Linked DNA regions of Columba livia: region 1 is linked to region 2. A link is a contact called in public Hi-C data. All regions are on one chromosome and are shown on one strand. Each heading gives the region's core, a stretch centred on a gene start, on an enhancer-like site or on the middle of the called end of the contact. The rest is flanking DNA. Distances are from core to core; before and after follow the strand shown.

Evidence for each region. A called contact is a pair of places that touch in the nucleus more often than the background predicts.
Region 1: a contact with region 2 is called in a Hi-C map of crop, with 2.5 times the contacts expected there. The contact joins two enhancer-like sites. A contact is called at or near these places in 2 of 2 Hi-C or Micro-C datasets (crop and liver).

The regions. Positions count from the first base shown.
Region 1 is chr24:5,231,148-5,234,595 of bColLiv1.pat.W.v2, forward strand. No RefSeq gene overlaps it. Among named protein-coding and RNA genes, the nearest start is that of SORL1, 96 kb to the right of the region's middle. Within about 2 kb of position 1,449, at least 2 of the 3 cell types and tissues checked have an H3K27ac peak away from gene starts, as active enhancers do.
Region 2 is chr24:5,097,971-5,101,686 of bColLiv1.pat.W.v2, forward strand. No RefSeq gene overlaps it. Among named protein-coding and RNA genes, the nearest start is that of UBASH3B, 110 kb to the left of the region's middle. Within about 2 kb of position 1,826, at least 2 of the 3 cell types and tissues checked have an H3K27ac peak away from gene starts, as active enhancers do.

The sequences.
Region 1 (3,448 bases), core at 199-2,698, 130 kb after region 2:
CAGAATTGTATTACTGCAAGAATGCAAGGCATGCAAGCTCTAAGCACTAACATTTCTATTAGTTGAATGGAAGCCAATGCTTTAGCTGTACGCATGCTAAACGAAAATAATTCTCTGCTAGGTTTCTGATGGCAAAAATCCTCCCTGTAAGTAACTCGCAACTTGTTCAAAGTTGTCCTTGTCTCATGGGTGTTACGACCAGCCAGTCACAGTTTGAAGAGTATGTTTTATTCTTTGTGGTCAGATATGAAAGTCTATTGAACTATTGTTCTCTCTCTGGCATTCTTTGATTCTAAAAGTCATGTAGGAGTAGAACAGCAGCCTTGCTGCTGTAGGGAGTTATTAGTGACACCTTTTCATAAAGGTTTTCTATACTTTATAGGATATATATTTATATTTACTGATCACTCTTTGTTAATTTGACACTTGCTAATCAACCGTTGAGGTTACTTGCAAAGGGCATTTCATACTGTGAGGTCATAAAGATATTTTATACACTTAAATGCATGGTGTGCATATGTGTGTATGAATCTCTAGGCGTATGTTTGTATGTAGAAAAGATGTTTATGCTAACACTACTTCTTTGATATACTCTTTATATTTCTCTTCTTATTTGTTGCTGTCTTTTCATTCATCAAATGCTGTTCATTGTGAAATGATTACCAAATTTTTAAAGGTAGAGGTGATTTTTCTACTTAAAACTGAGGGGGGGGGAAATACAAGGAAATTTTAAACGTGCTTTTGTGAAAATCCGTTGATAAATGTTCAACCATCTTTCTCATCTTTTTTCTTAAAAAGAGAAGGTTTTGTTTTTTTTTATGAAATCGGTTGATGACATTTTCATCTAAATCCATTTACTATCTCATTTGAAAAGCGCTTAGCTCAACAGGACTCTCTACCTTCACTGAGATTTCTAGGTATCACTATATCAAGCGTCCTAGCTTAAATATGGGTAAAAGATAATGCTATTTGTTATTCTCTCCCTCACAACAGAAGGCAAATAAGTTAAGGCATCTGACACTGAAGGTGACAGCCATCAAGCCAATTTGAAGGCATTTCAGTTCATATTTTGGCCCTGAATTTTATTCTGTTTTTGTCTTGACATTCCACAGGTTTCTGATGTCTTAGAGTAGCCATAGTCTACATCTCTAAAAACTGATCAGATTTTGAGTTGTTTTTCAGGGCACCATGTTTGCCACTGATAGCGCTTGAACTCGTGGGTTTCTGAATTTGCAGTCGGGGTTGCCAACATTAAGCATTCAGCTTCAGAAACCAAAGGACTAGACAAATTTATATCTGTTTGCATTTGGAGAACAGAGTCCTCTTCTAAATATAGCAATGTCTATCTGTTGTCCCAGGGCAAAAAGATAACTTGGGCATCACAGATTGCTTTTCTGCTGGAAGGGAATATTGGTACGTTTCCAGTTTAATTGCCCTATTTAGACTGGTGTACCAGTCTTGGAGCAAGAGTGGTCAAATAATATGCAGGATAATCCCTTCTTATAGGAATCTCAACCCAGCCTCAGTGACTGGTACCCAGAGACTGATTCTGGCTCAAGAACTGACCTCAATCAGAGAGCAGGGCAAATGCAGGGAGCAAATTATCTTGCTGCTTCCACAGTTTGCTCCCGAAGGGCTGCAGAACAGCGCATAAACAAAACCAATTATAACGCAAAAATTTTGTAAAACTAAACCTTTGCTCGCGGGGTAACAAAAAAGAACCTGGAAGAGTGTGTGTCACAGTGCCATCTACTGACAACAATACACGAGGAGTAGCCAATTACAGTAATAAATAAGGCTGGGAGCCTTGGAAGGATTATAGTCTTGTGTTTAAGGAAGGAGATGGCTGCTAATTAATCTAACAAAAGAGAAAGCTGCACCTACTGACAGGTTGGTCATCCCACAAATGGCAGATTTCTCTTCTGTGCAATATGTCGGTTCTAGTAATTCTTGGGAAGAGACTGAGGAAGGGCTGACCATATCTGTTAGTGCCAGCTCACATGTTTCTATTTTGTCTTGATGAATGCTTTATACTGTAGGAGAATTACAGCCTACTATGGTGAATAATGTGAAAATATAAAGGAATTCCATAAAAGAATGCAATTGCTGAATAAAATCTGTCCGGTCTACTGTGCGATAACTTTATCTGACTCAGAAAATGAGCAGCAACTTGGGGGCAAGGTAGGAGCAACGTGTAATCCAGTCGACATAAATGAAAATATTATATTGGCAGGAAATTGGGCTGCGTGTGGATGTAAAGGCTGTTGTTGGGAAATGACATGCTTAACAGCAGTAAGGTAAAGATGAAAGAAGTTCAGAAAACATTTGTACAGGAGAAGCCAAGTACAAGTCAATAAAGAGCGAAATTCTTCGCTCCTAGAGGCAGAGTTGAATGCTGAAGCCTCCAGTCCTACCTGTGGTAAGGGTTCCAAATGGTGAAGTGTCAAAACAATCAGAGTTTATTCTCTGGTTGCTAATGTGCAAACTAAAGTGGCGGCTGAGATGTTCAGCAAAAACATTACTAAGCAAAATGATGTATTATCTTCCGTATCGCTTTCAGTAATTCCAAGGTAAGAATGACATGAAGGACGAGAAGAGAGTGATTGGGAATTGAGAGGCAGACAAAAAGAAAGTCAAGAGGTGAGGAGATTGCAGAATGTTGATTGAAAAAAATAGTAAAAACTATTCTTAAGCCTGATGTCAAGTGTAAGAATTTAGAAGGAGGGTAAAAGTGAACACCTGAACTGTGCTTGCCAAGATTCGCTCTGATACGTGGTGGCAGATGGAGCTGACATCCTGAAAGAGGCAGAGAGGTGAAAGAAATAATGAACAATCTTCACAACGTAGGAGAAATATTAAAGCTGCAACAAGAGTCCAAGCAGGAGATGTTTAGATTTATGAGTCTTTTGGATGGCAGCCACGGTTTGTCTTTATTTCCTAGTAACTGGTTCTTGGTTTGAGCTTTGTCAGGTCATCAGATTAGTGCCATCATCTCTAGAAGGTTTTTAGTCCTTTCTTTGGACCATCTAGCAGGCAGGGAACTAACATGTGGAGTTCAAATGTGATATGCTTTTGGGGAAGCTGTCTTGATAAGTAAAAGCAGTGGAAATAAGTAAGAACAGAGAGGGGGGTTTGTTGTTGCACCATCTGTCTCTTTGCTGTTAATATTTTTCTCAGCTTTTTGCAACGATGTTGAAACTTGGATTTAAGGATGGGTGTTGTAGTGCAGGACTTTGCTGCTGCTATTGAGGGATGGCTTCAGAAGGGAGACCTAAGCCGTGGTAATAGCTGTCCAACTGCTATAGCAGATGTTTCATTGAAGTCAACTGGATGATAACTGCATCTTCACTTGGGCCAGGGCTAACAAGTGAATTCTAATTTATTGCTCTTCCTGGGTCTTGGCTTAAGCCTCATGCAAGATGTTTCTCCTGATACTGCTATTTCTTTC
Region 2 (3,716 bases), core at 576-3,075:
TGGGAATTGCTCAGGACGTGACCAAGTGAGTGTTGCCCTCACTTTTTTTGGTTTTCCTTCTTGTTTTCTTTTTATGTTGCCCCGTGAGACAGGAAAAAAAGCCACAACAAGGGGAATCCCAACACAGGTGATACCCTGAGCAAATGGCACTAGGAAGCCAAGTGTCCCAGGTGGGCGGTAACGTTGACCCACCAAGAGAACTCTGTCGCAAAGATTTTCTTTATGTTGTGTTCTGTGGTACCTGCATTTCCATTGGATATCACCTGTTCAGTCCAGTCCTTGCTTATAGCTGGAGAGGAGTTCCTTGCATGAAGGATGTTTTAATATACATTTGATTCTTATAGTTCGAGAGGCGTTCTTTGCACGGAGGATATTTTAATACGGAGGATATTGTTTGATTGTTATTGTGTTGCGCTTTTTTTGCCTTCTTTTTTTCTTTCTCTCCCCTGTGGGGTTATGAGTCAAAATAGAACAAAATGAGGCTCCTTGGTGTGGGAAAGAGAGTAAGAAATCTTTCTAAAAGATCAAAAATGTTACTACTTTTTGGATAAAAGGTTTGGGGGTTGTTTGAACCTGCAGGTTATTTGGGAAGAGAGGCCATTGTGGAGGTGGAGCTGTAAAGCAGGCCAGGAAGGAGGTTTGTGCGTCTGGGTGTCTTTTCAAGCACTTCATGACACTCCAACATAAAAGTTACCATGTGAATGTCAGATACTGTTATCTATTGTTATTAAAGTTGGGGATCTGCTCGCACTTTTAAGGATCAATAGTCCCCCGTTCTCTAGACAAGCAGAGCTGGGATCACAGGATGCTCGCCGCGTGTTGCGTGTGCTTCAGGGACTGACCGTGCCTTTTCTTTGTCTGCCCTAATTAAATCAATAAATGGCCTTTGTGGTCACCTGTGCAGCAGGTGACAAGCTGAGCTGCTGGAGGTCACTGGAAAGAGCATCCCGGCAGCCTTTGAAAAGGAGAGGATTTTGATCCAGAATAGTCATGATGTCCTAGTTTCCTGTCCCTTGGGCCAGCTCGTTCCTAGAACAGGGCTCTGAAAGCAAATAGAATTGTTTTCTCTGAGGGATGATCTAAGAAATCTGGTGTTTCCGTTGTCTCAAATCTTTCACTGTTTACTCCAGCTGTCACCTGTTTTCTTTCTATGTTCCTCTTATTAACATATTAGTAATGCTGTGATGATGAGGTGAGCAGGTTATGTGTCAAGGTTGCATTATGATATTACTCCTGGTAGCATCGCACAGGCATTGATGAGAACTGCATTGCGTAGGTTGCTGTATAAACCCAGCGCTTATTTATCAAGGTGAGATTATTTGAAGTGGAAGTGAGTAGGAAGACATTTTGATCTGGATTCCTCTGGGTCCTGTGGTTCCTTCAAATCCAGATCAACTTCAAATGGATCCAGAAGAAACCTGACCCTCCAGAACAAGTGTTGGTCCTACCTGGGGACTCTCTGAGATGGTTCATTGCTCCTAGAACCTCGTTCCTTGCTCTAGCGCTTGAGGATTATCGGTATAAAATGAAGCAGCATTTGGTTTTCTTTCATTCTCAGGAGTATCAAAACGGTATCTTTTAACCTGTCAGTACGCATTTACAACACGTCTGAGGTTTGAAAGAGGCCGTCCAAAAAGAAACCCAAGAGTAATACGAGTGCGTTAGTAGAGCCAGTAGGCATTGAATAGTCTCTGCGGTGGTAGAAAAGCCTTAGGCTTCAACTGATTGCTAATTATGAGGCTCTATTCCTTTTCAAGAAAATACCATGCAAGGCTTGTGAAGGAGGTAAAGTGTGTTAATCTGTGCAGAGTTACTAGGTTTTGAGTTGGTGGTGGGTTTTGTTCTTTTTTCCCCCTTTTCTCCCATGCCTTGATTTGGTATTAAGAGACCAGGCTCTGGTTTTAGAATGAAGCTGCATTTCGAGGTTGTGCCACCCATCTCTCAGAGCCGCCGTGTAAAGGGCACAAGTTATTCCACCTTAAAAAGCAAAGGAAAAAAGGGGAAAAAAAGCAAAACCCACGCTGTGCAGAGAGGGAGAGAGTTACAGAAAGTGGGCCCCCTGCTTTTTTCAGAGGGGGAATGTAAGCAGATCCTTGCTGAAACTGCTTCACTCAGCAGTTTTCAGCTTGTTTTAATTGGCCTGGCCTGAAAGAATTCTGAAAGCTGTACCTGTGCCAATGAAAATGCAAATGTTTCCTTGAGATGAGGCGCTCGGGGTGGCTGTGCCCCAGCTCCGATAGCAGCAGCAGGGGCACGGAGACGTGGATGTGATGGGAAACGGGGAGGCCTTGATCTAACCCAGCCTGGAAAACAAAGGGCTTTGGAAAACGAAGCCCGAATAAGGCAAATCAGGGCAAAATGGAGGGGCCCTGCTGGAACTCCTGCAAAACCAGATTTTCTGTAGCGAAGTCACAGAATCCCAAAATGTGAGGGGTTGAAAGGGCCCTGGAAAGCTCATGCAGTGCAATCCCCCCATGGAGCAGGAACACCCAGATGAGGTTACACAGGAAGGTGTCCAGGCGGGTTGGAATGTCTGCACAGAAGGAGACTCCACAACCCCCCTGGGCAGCCTGGGCCAGGCTCTGCCACCCTCACCCCCAACAAGTTGCTTCTCCTCTTTCACTGGAACCTCCTGTGTTCCAGTTTGCACGCATTGCCCCTTGTCCTGTCACTGGTTGTCACCCACAAGAGCCTGGCTCCATCCTCCTGACACTCCCCCTTTCCATCTTGATCCCCAGGAATGAGTCCCCCCTCAGTCTCCTCTTGTCCAGCTCCAGAGCCCCAGCTCCCTCAGCCTTTCCTCACACGGGAGATGCTCCACTCCCTTCAGCATCTTTATAGGAGTACTTGATAGCTCTTTCTTTCCATTTTTGTTTATTTAATTGTTATTTACTGTAGAAGGTTTCCTGTCAGAAAGAAGGCTGTTATTCAAGTGCGGAGGTGCATCCTTATAGCCAGTGCTATGATGGTGTTGGGTACCACGATGTGTCCTTGGAGACTGTCTCAGTGTGAGAGAACTGAGTTTACAGGCTGATCCCAGACTAATCGCTGCCTGCAGGAGTCAGTACGGTGGGCTGGGAGATGCCAGGGATGTTTCTGCATGGGGAGCGTGGGTACCAGTATTCTTTATATACTGCAATTCCCCATAGGGTGGGCATCCCTCAGTGTGACTGTTCTAAGTGCAGATAACGCTGCAACAGATGTATGACAAATTATGGCCACGCAGAAGTGTGTTATATGCATCCATAAAGCATACCTCTTCATAAAGGACACTTGCTCAAGTCCTGGAATTAATGAATTAGAAAAATTACCTGGCTCAGCTTATTTTTCTGCCTCATGTGAAATTACAGCCCAGTTGTGAATTGGGAAAAGAATTAATTTTCAATAAATGGTCGATCAATTCTTTTCTGTCTTTGTAACTCCCTGTACAGTAATGAATATGCATTCTTTGCATTTTCCAGATAAATATCCAGCATCTTAGGGTGTTTAAAATTAGATCTGTATACATTGACAGAGCAATGATTATTCTGAATTTCATCTGAGGCAATTAAAAAGCATCATGATGACATTTAAGGTGATATTTTTCTCCCCTATGTTAAATAATTATAAATAATAATAATGATTAAACAAATTATTCTGTTCCTCCCAGTCTGGATCAACCTTTAGGTTAATAATCTCAATCATTAAAATTCATCTGTCTCTCAAAGGACCGAGCA